Linked DNA regions of Phocoena phocoena: region 2 is linked to region 1. The links are chromatin contacts, called in public Hi-C maps. All regions are on one chromosome and are shown on one strand. The core of a region is the stretch at or near the end of the contact, and the rest is flanking DNA. Distances in the headings are between cores, read along the strand shown.

The links. Hi-C and Micro-C count contacts between places; a contact is called where the count stands out from the background.
Region 2: a Hi-C map of lung shows a contact between it and region 1, with 3 times the contacts expected there. The contact joins the promoter of FUS here to the promoter of ARMC5 in region 1. A contact is called at or near these places in 2 of 2 Hi-C or Micro-C datasets (kidney and lung).

Annotation. Positions count from the first base shown.
Region 1 is chr15:15,203,203-15,210,303 of mPhoPho1.1, reverse strand. ARMC5 (armadillo repeat containing 5) reads left to right here and starts at 5,023. Exons shown (of 8, transcript XM_065893172.1): 1 at 5,023-5,121; 2 at 5,667-5,791; 3 at 6,329-6,860. The coding sequence starts at 6,386. LOC136135270 (zinc finger protein 436-like) reads right to left here and starts at 6,028. Exons shown (of 2, transcript XM_065893173.1): 1 at 6,018-6,028; 2 at 4,240-5,662. The coding sequence starts at 6,028. The coding sequence ends at 4,240.
Region 2 is chr15:15,392,956-15,400,104 of mPhoPho1.1, reverse strand. FUS (FUS RNA binding protein) reads left to right here and starts at 3,009. Exons shown (of 15, transcript XM_065892910.1): 1 at 3,009-3,088; 2 at 4,641-4,665; 3 at 4,757-4,911; 4 at 5,655-5,799; 5 at 5,969-6,150; 6 at 6,367-6,571. The coding sequence starts at 3,076.

The DNA of each region.
Region 1 (7,101 bases), core at 3,774-6,273:
GAGAGCCTCTTTAGAAGGAAGTGAGAATAGATTCTGGGTGTCAAATGACATCCCAAACTATGGGAAAGCCAAGTTTCAATGCAGGTATAAACCCATGCTGGCAAACATACACCCTACACATAGCAGAATCATAAACTCTTTGAGGGAAAGCTCTGCGAGGGGCCCTGAAAACCATCTCATCCTATCTGCTTATTTTACAGCTGAAGAAACTGAGGTCCAGAGAAAGGAAGTGATTGGGGAGTGGGGGTGGGCAAAGAGTGGTATGAAGACGCTGGCACGGGTGAGCTGGAAGAAGAACCTGCAGAAAACTTCTTGGTGCCCAAAGAGTTTCTAAATTTACAAAGATTGTACTGAGGTTTGAATGTGTTGTGCCTAATTCAGATCCAGGAGGACGCTGGCCACTAAGAGATGTAAGCATTTTTCCAGGTCATGAAAAACAAAGAAATTGTCCTAAAATACTAAAGAATCCTTCCAGATTAAAAGAGACTAAAGAACCATGAAAACTAAATGCAGTATGCACATCTAGTTAGGATTATATCCTGGACCATAATTTTTTTTCTTATGCTATAAAGGCTATTAGTGGAATAATTGGTGAAACTGTAATAAAGTCTGTTCATTAGATGACAGTACTGGATCATTGATAATTTCCTTGTTTTTAGAAAATCCACATTATTTAGGAATAAAGAGAGAGAGAGAGAAGCATTTTGAACTGGCAGGAAATAAGAACAGAAGAAGAAAGAACAGAAAGTGATCCTGAATCCCAGGGAAGAGAACCTGCGAATCACCCAGGCAGTGTGATCAGACCTTCCTCAAGGCATTCTGCACCTGCCCCATGTGGGATGCTGGGGACTCAACAGGGACAATGCAGAGTCCCTGTCCTCCTGGAATATGTCTAGGGAAGGGAGGGAGGGAGGGACTTTGGCTTGGGGCAGGGGGGGATGCTGTTCCGGCGTCCCCAGTGCACCTCTCAAAGCACCTGCCATGGGGCTTCCCTGGTGGCGCAGTGGTTGAGAGTCCGCCTGCCGATGGGGGGGACACGGGCTCGTGCCCTGGTCTGGGAAGATCCCACATGCCGCGGAGCGGCTAGGCCCGTGAGCCATGGCCGCTGAGCCTGTGCTCCGCAACGGGAGAGGCCACGACAGTGAGAGGCCCGCGTACCGCAAAAAAAAAAAAAAAAAGCACCTGCCAGCCACTGTTGAGCTTCTGGGTGGGTGGGACTCCAGCTGCCAGCCAGTGGCCACACCCACTGCCCAGCACCAGCCTCTGTACCGCCCACCAGGCTCAGAGGAGGAACCGGGCTCCCAGGACTGGGTGAGATCAGACAGAACTGGATGGAGTCCAAGCACATGTCCAGAAGCCAGGGCCAGCCCAGGGGAGACAGTATTACTGACGCCCCCTCCCTCCGAGCCCACTGGGGCCTTAGCGTTTATAGAGCACCTCCACACCTGCTTGCTTCCCAAAATAGCCCTGAGAGGGGTGTCTGCCGGGGACTGTCTCCCTGAGGCTCAAAGGGCCCAATACTCGGCCCTCTGACCAAGGCACACAGGGGTTTGCCTGGCCTTACTGAACCCGTAAGCTCTGTTCCTACTCGCTGGCACATACGGAAAGGAGCTTCAATATTAGAGGGTGATATCTGGGGTTGGGAAAGCAGGTCCGGTCTGTCAGCTGGGCTGGGGGCTGGGGAGGAAAATGGCTGGTGGGGGGCAGGAAGGGGTGAGGGAAAAGAGAAACTGCCTCCATCACATGGGTCTTTCTCACCCATGAGAGTGTAGGGTGGGGATGGTCACCCCCAAACGCCTTTCTGTAGCTGTTAGGGAAGTAATTAAAATGAAACTCGCTGAGTCAGGGACACACCAGGGAGCGGTGGGGACTGTCCATGTCCGGGGCAGCCACTACTCAGCCCTGTCAACACGTTGTTGCTGGAAAGCTCCAGTGTTGCTGAATTTTCTGATCCTCCCCCTCTCTCCTCCCCAAAAACAGCAAACTAGAAATCTAGATTGTGATGTGAAATCTCCTGATTTAAATGTTGGTTCATGGGACTTCCCTGGCGGTCCGGTGGTTAGGACGCCACACTTTCACCGCTGAGGGCATGGGTTCGATCCCTGATTGGGGAACTGAGATCCCACAAGCCACCGGCAAAAAAAAAAAAAAAAAAAAAAGGTGGCTCAATAGTGTAAACACACACACACACACACACACACACAGAGTGAAGGCCAAAGCAAATATGTCCGCTGCCTCTGGCCTAAGCACTGGCCACATGCTTGGAGAGGGCCTCTTTCCCAGCTCAGGGCACAGTGAATGCCGGATAAACCCCTGTTGGATTAAGCCCATCCTTCCTGTTTCCAAGGACTGGCCTGCCTCCCTGCTCTGGGCAGGACCTGTCTCTACAACTGAGAGGAGATGGGGCACATGGCTATTTACCTTAATGTGAGAAATTAGCTTCCAGTTGACTGAAAGGGATTTTGCAAACTAATCCTCCTCCCATGCCCACCCCTGCCATGTACCTAACGTCCACTTGCAGTTACAAATTTGCAGAGAACGCAATCCAGCTTTGAGGAAGCTGAGGCCCCAAGGTCACTAGTAAGAGTAAACAGGACCTGATCATAACAACTATTTATTGAATGCCTACTACGGATGCACCTGGCTCAGGCCTCCAACTCAGTCACTGGCTTGTGCTATATTGAGATGCCACTGATGGGGAATATGCCAGAACCCATCTGTTCATCACAGACCCAGCTTGAGGAGACAAGTGGCATCCATTAGATGTCACCTTCATGAAGCCTCTTAGACTTACTCCAGGTGATGCCCTTTCTCCAGTGCCAGCATCGAGCCTGAGTCCATCTCCTTCACGACACCAAACTACTCCAGGACTGGGGCTGTCTCACTCATTTCTGTAACCTTTGGGAGAAGCTAGGAAGCGCGCTGGCGTGATGTCTGTGGGCCGACACCACCGGTGACAGGGTGACAGACTTGAGGAAGAGCAGGGAACTGAGGACTGCTGAGTCCTTTCCTTGCTGAGTCCTTTCATCATCCCTGTTTTACAGATGAAGAGACTGAAGCTTAGAAGAGGCAGACCTGTCCAAGGTCACGCAGTCACAAAAAGAGAAGCCTGGACACTCTGTGCTAGAAGCTGAGAGAGGAGTTACCTCACATCCCTCCCCTTCGGCCCCTCTTCCCCGTGGATACGGTTCTAGATGCACCAAACCTGGTGAGAGACAAGATTTGGGGACAGGGCACCAGATGCATGAGGCTCATGGTCCCATGGGGTGGGCATTAGGCCTCCCCCAACCTCATAAGGGCTACATTCTGTGCCTCTCCCAGGAACACAGCCAGCTACGGGGGGGAGAGCAGGGCCTCACAGCTTAGACTCTGCTCTGGGCACACATTGTGCAGTGCTTCGGGAAGCCTCCCTCTGGCTCCCATATACTCTAAGTTTTACCAATAGAAACACATTTGTTTACGGAGGCAGCCCGCCCCAGTGCCCTGGCAAAATGACCATGTCTAGTCCCCGGTGTCCGGGCACAAGTGAATCTTCACATTTTCTCCTCTGTTGAGGGATCAGAGAAAAAGCCTGGGGAGCCTGCAAGGGAAAAGGCTAAAGAAGAGGTAGGGGCAGACGACCAACCTCGGGCCTTCTGCCCTTGCCTAGAAATGTCACCGGGCACCCCCCGAACTCAACAGACAGGCCTCCCGGTCCTTTGCTTTGGCCCTGGGCCCCACCAGCTTCACCCTGTAAAGACAGCTCTCTTTCAAAGGGGTCACACACCCCAGAGCTCACCTAATGGTCCCAAATTCAAACTCTGATACTTGTGCTAGAACACAGCCTGCCTTATGGTCCCCTCTGGAGGTGAGGACCTCCCCGACCCCCTCTTCCCCTACTGCGTTCCTCACAGGGGCTTGCCTGGCATTGAGTCCCATTGCTCTGGGCTGACGTAACTGTTGCTCTTGGTGTGATTAGCCCCATCACTCCCTAGGCCTGTGAAGGGACACACCTAGGCCGCCAAAGGTGTTCTGCATCTTAAAGCAGCTGGGCCAGCTCTTGCCATCCCCAAACTCTCCCTCCAGCTGGAATTCCATCTCCAGGGCCTCAGAGAACAGGCCTAAGCCCACTTTTCTGTTCCGATTCCTCCAGCCTGGGGTTCCCTGATTCAGCCCGCTAATCAGCAGCCCTAGAGGAGCAGAAGTGAGGTTTACTGAGAAATGCTGGGCCCCTCAGGCTCCTTGAGGACTGGACTAAAGTCAGAGCTGAAGTCTGGGCTGCAACTTAAGCAAGGGATACTGGCAGGGGCTGTGCCCCTGGAGCGTCCGCTGGTGCTGGCCCAGGTTGGAGCTGCGGGCGAAGGCCTTGCCACACTGCAGGCAGACGTAGGGCTTCTCACCGCTGTGCGCCACCTGGTGGATGAGCAGGTGGGCGCTCCGGCGGAAGCTCTTGCCACACTCGCCGCAAGCATAAGGCTTCTGGCCCGTGTGAGGGTGTTGGTGCAGCAGCAGATGTGAACTGTCTCCAAAACTCTTGCTGCAGCTGGGGCACTTATAGGGCTTCTCGCCTGTGTGCGAGCGTTGGTGTTTAAGGAGCTTGGCGCTCTGGGAGAAGGATTTGTCACATTCTGGGCAGGCATAGGGTCGTTCACCCATGTGAACACGCTGGTGCTTGGTGAACTGGGTGCGCTCACTGAAACCACGACCACACTTAGGACACTTGAAGGGCCGCTCTCCACTGTGGGTGCGCTGGTGCCGTATGCAGTCCGAGATGTTGGTGAAGTTCTTGCCACGCTCACAGCAACTGTAGGGCTTCTCCCCAGTGTGCGATCGCTGGTGCTTGAGCAGAGAAGAGCTGCGCCCAAAGCTGTCACCACACCAGGCACAGCGGTAGGGCTTCTGGCCCGTGTGTGAGCGCTGATGCTGCGCCAGGTTGGAGCTCAGGCTGAAGCGCTTGCCGCAGTCCCCGCAGCGGTAGGGCTTCTCGCCCGTGTGCGTGCGATGGTGCTGGATCAGGTTGGAGCTAACGCTGAAAGTCTTACCACACTCAGCGCAGGTGTAAGGCTTCTCACCCGTGTGCACCCGCTGGTGTTTAACCAGGTCCGAGCTGCGGCCAAAAGCCTCCCCGCACTCCAGACATTTGTGGGGCCGGAGGCCTGAGTGGGAGCGACGGTGTTGGATGAGGTTGGAGCTCAGGCTGAAGCAACGGCCACACTCAGGACAGAGGTACGGTTTCTCTCCAGTGTGTACCCGATGGTGCTTAACCAGATCTGAGCCACGTCGGAAACTTTTGCTACACTCCGGGCAGCAGTAGGGCTTGTCGCCCCCATGGCTGCTTTGGTGGTGAATGAGGTTAGGGAGGTAGGCTGAGGACAGTCCACACTCCTGGCACTCGAAAGCTCTGGGGACTGCAGGATAGTTGGTCTTGGCAGGGGCTTCTTCCTCCCCAGGGCCAGAGACTGACCTACGTAGGTACTGCAGGCCCATCATCATTTCCCGGGCGGCCGGCTGCCCCGGCCACACCAGGAAGGGCCGCTTGGGTGGAACAACTCCGCAATCGAAGGCGGACCTCGGGACTCCCTGGGATCCTGACGACCGGTTCCCCCGCTACTCGGCCCCGTCGGAGTCCTCCCTTGCCGTTTCTGGAGCCACCGACTCCACAGCGGTAAGAACGTACCGTTTCCTAGATACCAACCACTGGGCTCACAAGCACAACCACAGCTGGAGACACTCTGGACCCAGTGATTCAGCACCGGAAACGGAAATATCCACCAGCCCGTGCAGTTCTAGGAAGTGGCAGCGAACGGTCTCGGTAAGTTTAACCCTCTCATTCACCTGGCGGAGCAAGTGCTCCCATCTGCAGCCGCTGTCAGGAACTTGATACTTTCCGCTTGGCTCGGGGTTCTCAGTCCGTCAGCGCGGACTTCAGTGCCCCGGCCACCAATGAGGGGCGGCGAAGCGAGCCTGAAGGAAAAGGCTGTTGCTGCCAAGGACACGCTGGGGGCAGAGTAGACAAGTCACCTGGAGCAGCACTGTACTGAAACTCCATGATCGGATGTCTGGGTTCTCCAGAGGCACCGGCCCACCCGAGTCCCTTGAGAGAGTTTCCCATCCATCCTAAGCTAGGCGTCTTAAGCTCGGCGCGGACTACATATCCCAGCATGCGCCGCACGCGCCTCTGGGGCTCGCACTACGATTAGCTAACCACTACTCTCAACATGCCTTCTGCAACTGTGCAAGCCAGAGCACCGTGATCGAGAACTACAACTTCCGACTCGCATGACAACTGCGGCGGCGCTATTTAAAAAGCGTCAGAGAGGAGGTGCATGGCCACGTCCTGCTCTTCCAGTTCCGCTCCCTAGGATGAGCTGCGAGGAGAAGGGCGGAGCCTTAGGCCTGAGCCAAGATGGCGGCTGCGAAGCTAAGCCCCGCGGACTCGCTCTCATTCTGCCTCGCGCAGCTCACGGAGGCGGCCGGGGAGGGTCTAGGTGGGGGAAAGGACACAGCTACCAACGAGACACCCTTGGGCCGTGCGCTCTTAGCCCTCCGTACGCGCCACGTCAAGGCAGCTGGGGGAATCGAACGCTTCCGGGCACGCGGCGGGCTCCGCCCCCTTCTCGCGGTGCTACGGCGAGCGGCTGCAGCGGGTCCCGCCCCTTCCCAGGCTGGCCCAGGCTCCGCCCCCTCGTCTGTCGAGTCAGCGACTTCTGGCCCCGCCCCTTCTCTGGGCCCCGCCCCCTCTGCTGTGTCGTCATCGACGCCCTCGCCACCAGCGCTCCTGCGCAAGACGCTGGACTTGGCGCTCAGCATCTTAGCCAACTGCTGTACGGAAGGGGAGTGCCGGGCTGAAGTGCGCAGACTCGGAGGCATTATCCCTTTGGGTAAGTGCTCCGCCCCCATTTCCTAGAAGGATTCTACCCACACCTCTGTCTGTGTCTGGGCCTGGGTGGAGTCTTGAGTTCTTTGTGTTGTAGCCTGGAAGATCGTGCTTTCTGACGGCGCAGCGCCCGCAGCTCTCATGATGTCATGACCCGTGACGTCACTGCTCTCTCTATAAATTATACCCTAGCCCTCTTAGATCAGATGCCAATTACCTGAGTATTGGTTGTAGAGCACCTCTCT
Region 2 (7,149 bases), core at 1,760-4,259, 190 kb before region 1:
TAAGAACCTCTCATCTGGAACTAATCACAAACTCAACTGCCTCCAAGGGCCAGGTAGAGGCCTGAAAACCAGGACCTGCTTTGGTTTCTTACGTTTGAAGGGAAGAAATATTTTCCCTTGCTTTTAATTCCACTCTAAGAACAACTACATTAAACACCTGATATAAATGGCGATTGACTCTGGCTTCCATGTCAGGAATACTAGGAAGTAATGGAGACTCTGGTCAGTTGCAAGCACATGCCCCAGCAGCTTCTTGTCCCAGCTGACCCTTGCCCTGTGGGAAAGTGGGCCTTGGATGGCCAGAGCCTCCAGTTTTCAAGAAAAGCCAGAAGTTTGGATTTTTCTCTATTTTTAGTGTTGGTAAATGGTTGAAAAAATTAAAACCAACATGTTGGCTACAGACAACCTGTCTGCGGGCTGCGTTTCACACCAGGCTGCGGTTGGGGCTTTTGAGTCTCGAGGAGGAAGCAAAGGAGGCTGAAGACAGAACTCTGGAGAGCTCTGCTATCTGCAGGGCGAGCAGAGGAGGAGAATGCAGGGAAGGAGCTAAATGGACAGTGGGAAAGGGGGGAGGGCCCGGAGCAGGGATGCCAAGTAAGGAGACTTTTAAGGAGTGAGAGGCCCCCGTGTTTCATGAGTCAGGAGAGGTTCACTGAGAGAGATAAGCCTGGAGAAACAGTCACTTGAGGTAGCCTTTCACAAGTCACAGTCTGAGCCTATTACTCCCTGCCACGCTGCTGCATGAGTGCCCTTCCCCACCCACGCCTTTGACTTTGCCATTCCATCTGCCTGTTACACCATATCCTCTGCTGCTTGGTGAACTCCTACTTATCCTGTAAGGCCTGGCTTCAATGTCACCACCTCTTTTTCCTCTTCTGTGGTTGTCTACCTGATGGATGACTTGCTCTCCCAGAAGAGTTTCCGCAGTCCTTGATTCCATATTACAGCACTTACCACATTTGATTCAAATACACTTTGGGGTTTGTGGGGTTTGTGGGTCTCACCCACATCTTGCCCACTGGCTATAAGGTCTTGTGGCTCAGGGACTGGATTTTTTTATCCTCTTCTCTCTAGGTCTGCCCCAGGCTTGGTACATATTATGCAGTGCTCAAGCGACGTTTGCTGAAGCACGGGGGTTAAGAGCCGGAACTCTGAGCCAGGCTGCCTGGGTTGGGAACCTGGCTTTGCCACTTTCTGTGTAGCCCTGGGCACAGCTTTTTACCTTTCCATGCCTTTTTGTTCATCTGTAAAATGTAATCCTCATGTCAACATTTTATTGTGAAGAATAAGATTAAACAAGCTATACTCACAGCACTCAGAACACTGCCTGAAACTTAGTAAGCCTTATCAAAGTGTTATGTTATTATAAATATGTTATATATAAATATTATTATTATATGTTAGCTTTGTTATTAAATTGCTTTATCTATTTTGTACACTAATGCATCCTCAGTACCCTGGACAGTCCCTGGAACACTGTAGGTACTTAATAAATATTTGTAGAATCAATGAATGAATGAGTGATGGACTTCACTCTTTTTGCCCTCACTCAAGTGTCACAATGCCCTCCCAGTGGGGGTGGGGTGGGGTGGGTGACAGGGTGTTCAAGGGCCATTAGGGCCTAAGTCAGGAATTTAGTAGAAGTTTGTGGGCATAGCCCACAATTATTTCTCTAGGAAAACGTGTCTAACCTACAAAGGAAGTTCTGGAACCCACATCACAGGTAAGCTGGGAAGGAAAATCCGCATGGCACATGTACCAGGAATAACCTCCTTTGTCTTGTTTTATTCAATACTTTCAAATTTCCTTCTCTAGGCAAGGCTGATTAGAGTGCAAGTTGCAAGTTAATTTGAATTTCACTTTTTGTCCTTGCTCTTATAGGGAGTGAAAAGGCTTCAGAACACTTCAAAGTGTTCGCATAACCAACATAAGGAGTGTTTTGCAGCCACACAGACCTGGATTCAAATCAGGACCCCTGACCCTTAGCTGTTCTATAATCATGGATTGCACTCAGCCTGAGTCTCATTCTTCTTACCTGTAAAATGGAGATAGCTTTACCTTCTTCATAAGACTGTAATGGGAAAGCAATTAATTGTGCATTTTGAAATCACTTCAGCTCTATACAAATATCAGTTATTATTGGATCTCCACATTGGTTCCTCGGTAGGGTTTCAGGAGAATAAAGAGTAGCCCTTTATCAGTAAAAAGGCTGGGAAATCCCTGATCTAATCTCAGTGCTCTTTGAGATCCGGAGGGTTTGGGCTTTCCAGTCCAAGAGCTAGTCAAGCCAAGCTACTCGCGGGCCAAGCCGTGAGGGTGTGGGTGGGCGATCAGTGCTTGACCAGACTGGGACCCAAGGTTCCGGGATAAACTCCATGCTTTCTTTCATGGCAAGCGTCACAATCTACAAACCCTGATAAGGACTTCAGCAGACGCAAGCCTGAAAGACGATGAGTGAATACCTACACGCAGGGAGAGGGTCGGTGTGTGTTGTCGGTGGAGGAACACTAGAGCCGGAGAGGGAGGCTGGCGCCGGAGGGAGGATGCATTTGATGCAGTATAAGGGGAACGGAGCGCAGGAGCTCTCCATCCCGAGCGAAAGTGAGGCCCAGTGAAAGGGGCCAGCCTGAGGAATTTCGGTTCCCGCCCCTCGGCTCCCGGCTTTGACTACAGTTCCGCCCGCAACCGCCCTGGGCCCCTCGCCCCGCCCCCAGAGGGTAATCGGGCTGTACCATTATGCCACCATAGGGGTGAGGGTGAAACGTGGGCTTAGTCCTGAAAAGCAAATATAACTTCTTTGTCAGAAAAACAGAGGATTATATGTATTATTTGCAAGGTTCTTAGTTAATACGCTTCCTTTCTGCCTGCTAGGGTCCTCTATACTCCCTGAAGAGTTGCAGGAGTCGGCCACCATTCCCCCTTTCCTTTACGCAGTTGGTGCGTTCCCCCGGCATGCGTAGGCGGGGAGGCGTACATAAACCTCGACCCAGGAGGCGGGGCTGCTCAGTCCTCGAGGCGTCGGTGCTGTGGTGTTGGAATCTTGCTGATTGTCGGCCTGTGCGCGCGTGCGCGGACATGGCCTCAAACGGTATGTAAGGGCGCGAGGCGGCGGTGGCGCGCCGGCCCCGGGCCTTGTTACCTTCCAGTCGGGCTTTTGTTTTTCGGTGGGACCTGGGCGACGATCGCGTGTAGGGTCTTCTCGCAGCACTGGCGGGAAGCAGCGGAGAGGGGTGGAAGGGGGAGGCCGATGTCGCCATCTTGTTTCGCTCCTCTGGCGCCTGGCGCGGGGCGGGAGGTCTTCCCTTCGCAGCCCCTTTCCTTGAGGTAAGGGTTGGGAGGGACACTTCTTGGTGATTGGAAACGTGAGGCATGGATGGAAATGCCCGGTCCCTGTAGCCTTTTCTCCTTCTCATTCCGAGCCTCGCGCTCGGGCCCGCTTTGTCGCAGTGCTGCATCCGGGCATTGGGAGCGCGCACGCGCTCTGCTGGCCCCTCCCCCCTTTCTGGCGGCGCGAACCCCCCCTCCCGCCTCGTGTCGGCCCTGCTTTTTGTCGCGAGACCCTTCGCTGGAGGCTCCGCGGCGCGCGTCCGGTTTGGGCCTTGCCCCCGGGGTCCCTCGGGAAGGGGCGGGACCGCCTCGTTCCCGCCTCGCTTGCCACGCGGGCGGGGGCGGAGGCTTGGGCCAGCTTAACGGCTGGGGGTGGTCCAACGGACTTGGGGACCCGGCCCGAGGCTTTTCCCGCCTAAATTTCCTCTCTCGGAGGTGGTTACTGAAAGGAACGGCCGCCCGAGGCCACACCTTCTCCCGGTCCTTTTGCTCTTTTCTGCGGGAGGAAGCGCCTCGTTTCCTGTATCGGCGAGACGAGTGGATCTGGCCAGTGCGTCTAACATGTGGCGTTTTAAAAGCGCTTTCTCTTTCTTCGGTTCGCCGAGTCTCCCCACAGTCCCGAGGCAGGCAAGGAGGAGATAAGAAAACGCACTCGTGGGGAGCCACGGGGCTGGAGACTTGAGTACCAGTCGACTTGCCTCCCGAGGCGACCGCTCTTTGATGGTGATCTCTGTTGTTTGGGATCAAAGAGCGCTCTTCTCTTGGTTAGCTAGCTTTGCATTAAAAGCTTCCGTTTCCTGTCTCCAAGATTAGGCAAAGGGTGAAGAGCGGCCTCTTTGGAGACATTCTGGTTTTTCGGATTGAGAAAGTGGAGGCTACGTTCCGAACAATTCTGCCTCTGGCTTGAATTAAAACCTGTTCTGCTGAAGCAGCTGTGTGACTTTAGCTTGATTTTCGGTGATATCTTTGTCTTCGAGCGGGTGTGAGAAGGAAATGTGTGTAAATTTGTGCAGTTCCTGACATCGATTGAAGTTGCAGAAAATTGGAGCTGTTCACCAAGGCTCTTGCTTTTTCCAGTACTTAAGGCTTCTTGGTCTCTGTAGAAATTCGCTGTTTCTTTACTTTTCTTTATTGTAAGAAAACTTGACTACGGTCTGCCAGATTGCTCCTCTCAACTAGGGTTTCATGTGGGAATTTATGCCTCGTTGACTTTCCTCTCTGGGGGCCCCAAAGCTAGCTTGAGTTAAGACTTTTCGCTCTAGTCTACTCTTAGGGATGGTTGAAGGTAATATAATTGTGTTTCTGTTTTTCAGACTATACTCAACAAGCAACCCAAAGGTGAGTGTCATTTTTGGGCTTCCAGAGTTTGTAAAGGGCAAGGGTGGCTAAGGTGTTTTTGTCTGAGAGCACGGTTTGTCTTTTTCTCCAGTTATGGGGCCTACCCAACCCAGCCTGGGCAGGGCTATTCCCAGCAGAGCAATCAGCCCTATGGACAGCAGAGTTACAGTGGCTACGGCCAGTCAGCGGACACTTCAGGCTATGGCCAGAGCAGCTATGGTAGTTCTTACGGACAGGCCCAGAACAGTGAGTCTCTTTTAGTGGGTCACCCCACCTCTTCCTGCTGTTTCTGAATGTTGCTTTTTTTAAACCTAAGCAGTGCTTTAACCAGTCTATGACCCTTAAAGCACTTCAGCGTTTGAGTCCTTTCAAACAAAAATACTTAATTGGTTTGTAATTGTTTCCTATTATTTTCTTTGACTTTTTACTTTTCTATTTATGTTGCACTTTTCCCCATTTCCCCTAAGAGTGAAAGTGAAATGGGAGGGCAGGGTGTGTGGGGGGGAGTATTGCCTAAAGGGAGAAAACTTTTAGATACTTAAAGGGAGAAAATGGCTTCCTTGAAGATGTTTGAAGTCCGACTGCTGTATATATCACATGATACACCAGGAGGTGGAATTTGCCCTGAGGTCCTGAAGTGTAAATAATATGGGGTTGTCTTATTTGTACTGCACACCTTATGGGCAGGTTAAAATGCTGTTAATTAATAGGGATCTCTTGGGCTGTGATTAGTGGTGGTCCTGGAGGAGGCTGGCTTTGGTGTGGGTGGGTGGGATGAGGTTGGAACTCTGAAGTTGGAATATTAAGCTTTAAGGTAAAAGAGAAGGGTAATCTCTGACTGTGAGTTGCAAGATTTCCAAGCATCTTCTAAGAGGCTGACTTTTCAAGTATGGAAAGCATTAGGTGGTATATAATGTTTTCTTCAACACATTCCCTGCCTTTTCTCTTTCATCATAGTTTTTGTGACTTCCTCTTTCTTTTTCTTCTAGCAGGCTATAGCACACAGTCAACTCCCCAGGGATATGGCTCAGCTGGTGGCTATGGCAGTAGCCAAAGTTCTCAGTCGTCTTACGGGCAGCAGTCCTCATACCCTGGCTATGGCCAGCAGCCAGCTCCTAGCAGCGCCTCGGGAAGGTAAGGAGTTGTGGGGAGAGGGGAGAGGACTGAAAGATTAGGGGTGCATGAGTGAGCATGAGGACTAACGGGGGTGGCCTCTGTTGGGTACAGAGAATGGGGTGTACTGAAAGTGAAAGAAGGTTTTGGACATGCTGGCATTATGATTCTGTATTTTCCTTTTCCCTAGTTACGGTAGCAGTTCTCAGAGCAGCGGCTATGGGCAGCCCCAGAGTGGGGGCTATGGCCAGCAGTCTGGCTATGGTGGACAGCAGCAAAGCTATGGACAGCAGCAAAGCTATAATCCCCCTCAGGGCTATGGGCAGCAGAACCAGTACAACAGCAGCGGTGGAGGTGGAGGGGGTGGTGGAGGTGAGATGTCTTCAGCTTTGTCTCATACCTGCTTTTTGTAAGGAATTGTATCCCGCTCGACCCGTTCCCTAAAAGGTTCTTAAAAATGTTGCGCTTTTGTTTCCTAGCTTCATTTTAATTTTTTTTTGTCATTTATCACCTGGTGCAGTTGAACTGCCTTGTGCCACCTCACAGTCTGTTTTGTGTTTCTTAAAGGCATCCTTTCTTTCCTGACAGGTAACTATGGCCAAGATCAGTCCTCCATGAGTAGTAGTGGCGGCGGTTATGGCAATCAGGACCAGAGTGGTGGCGGCGGCTACGGGGGAGGCCAGCAGGACCGTGGGGGCCGTGGCCGGGGCGGTGGCGGTGGTTACAGCCGCAGCAGTGGTGGCTATGAACCCAGAGGTCGTGGAGGTGGCCGTGGAGGCAGAGGCGGCATGGGGTAGGTGTCTTGTGAGCCAGGGAGTAACATCAGTGAGCATTGTGTGGGGGGTTGCATGAATCTCCCTTGAAGCCTAGTCCCTTAGTGCATGGTTAGTCTTATTCTAGAGATTTGTGGGGGCTTTGATTTAGGAGCATTGACTGTTTCTTCTTCATACATCCCCATTTTATTTTTGTGAGAACTTGGGAACCTGAACTTCTACCCACACCTCTGTATAGAGATTTGAGTACTGACATTTTTATTTCTGAAGAAAAAGAAACATGGGTGTATATGGATTGGAGTCATTGATATCCTAGGCAAGAAAAATGGAAGTAAAGGCTTCTTTCTCTGCAAGGGAAACCGATGATCCCACTCCTGGTAATAGGGAAACTTGTTACTTGTATTCCCATGTGTCCTCTGAGGAAGTTGTAAATGGTTAACCTGACTTGAGCTTCCAGGAATTGGCTACTCTCTCTTTCTGTATTCTGTAGTCATTTGAATCCACGAGCACTCATTTGACTGACAGTAATGATTTTGTGTGTGACTTGGTTCATGGGGCTATCTGAAGTGTGCAGACCTTTTGGACAAAATACAGTACG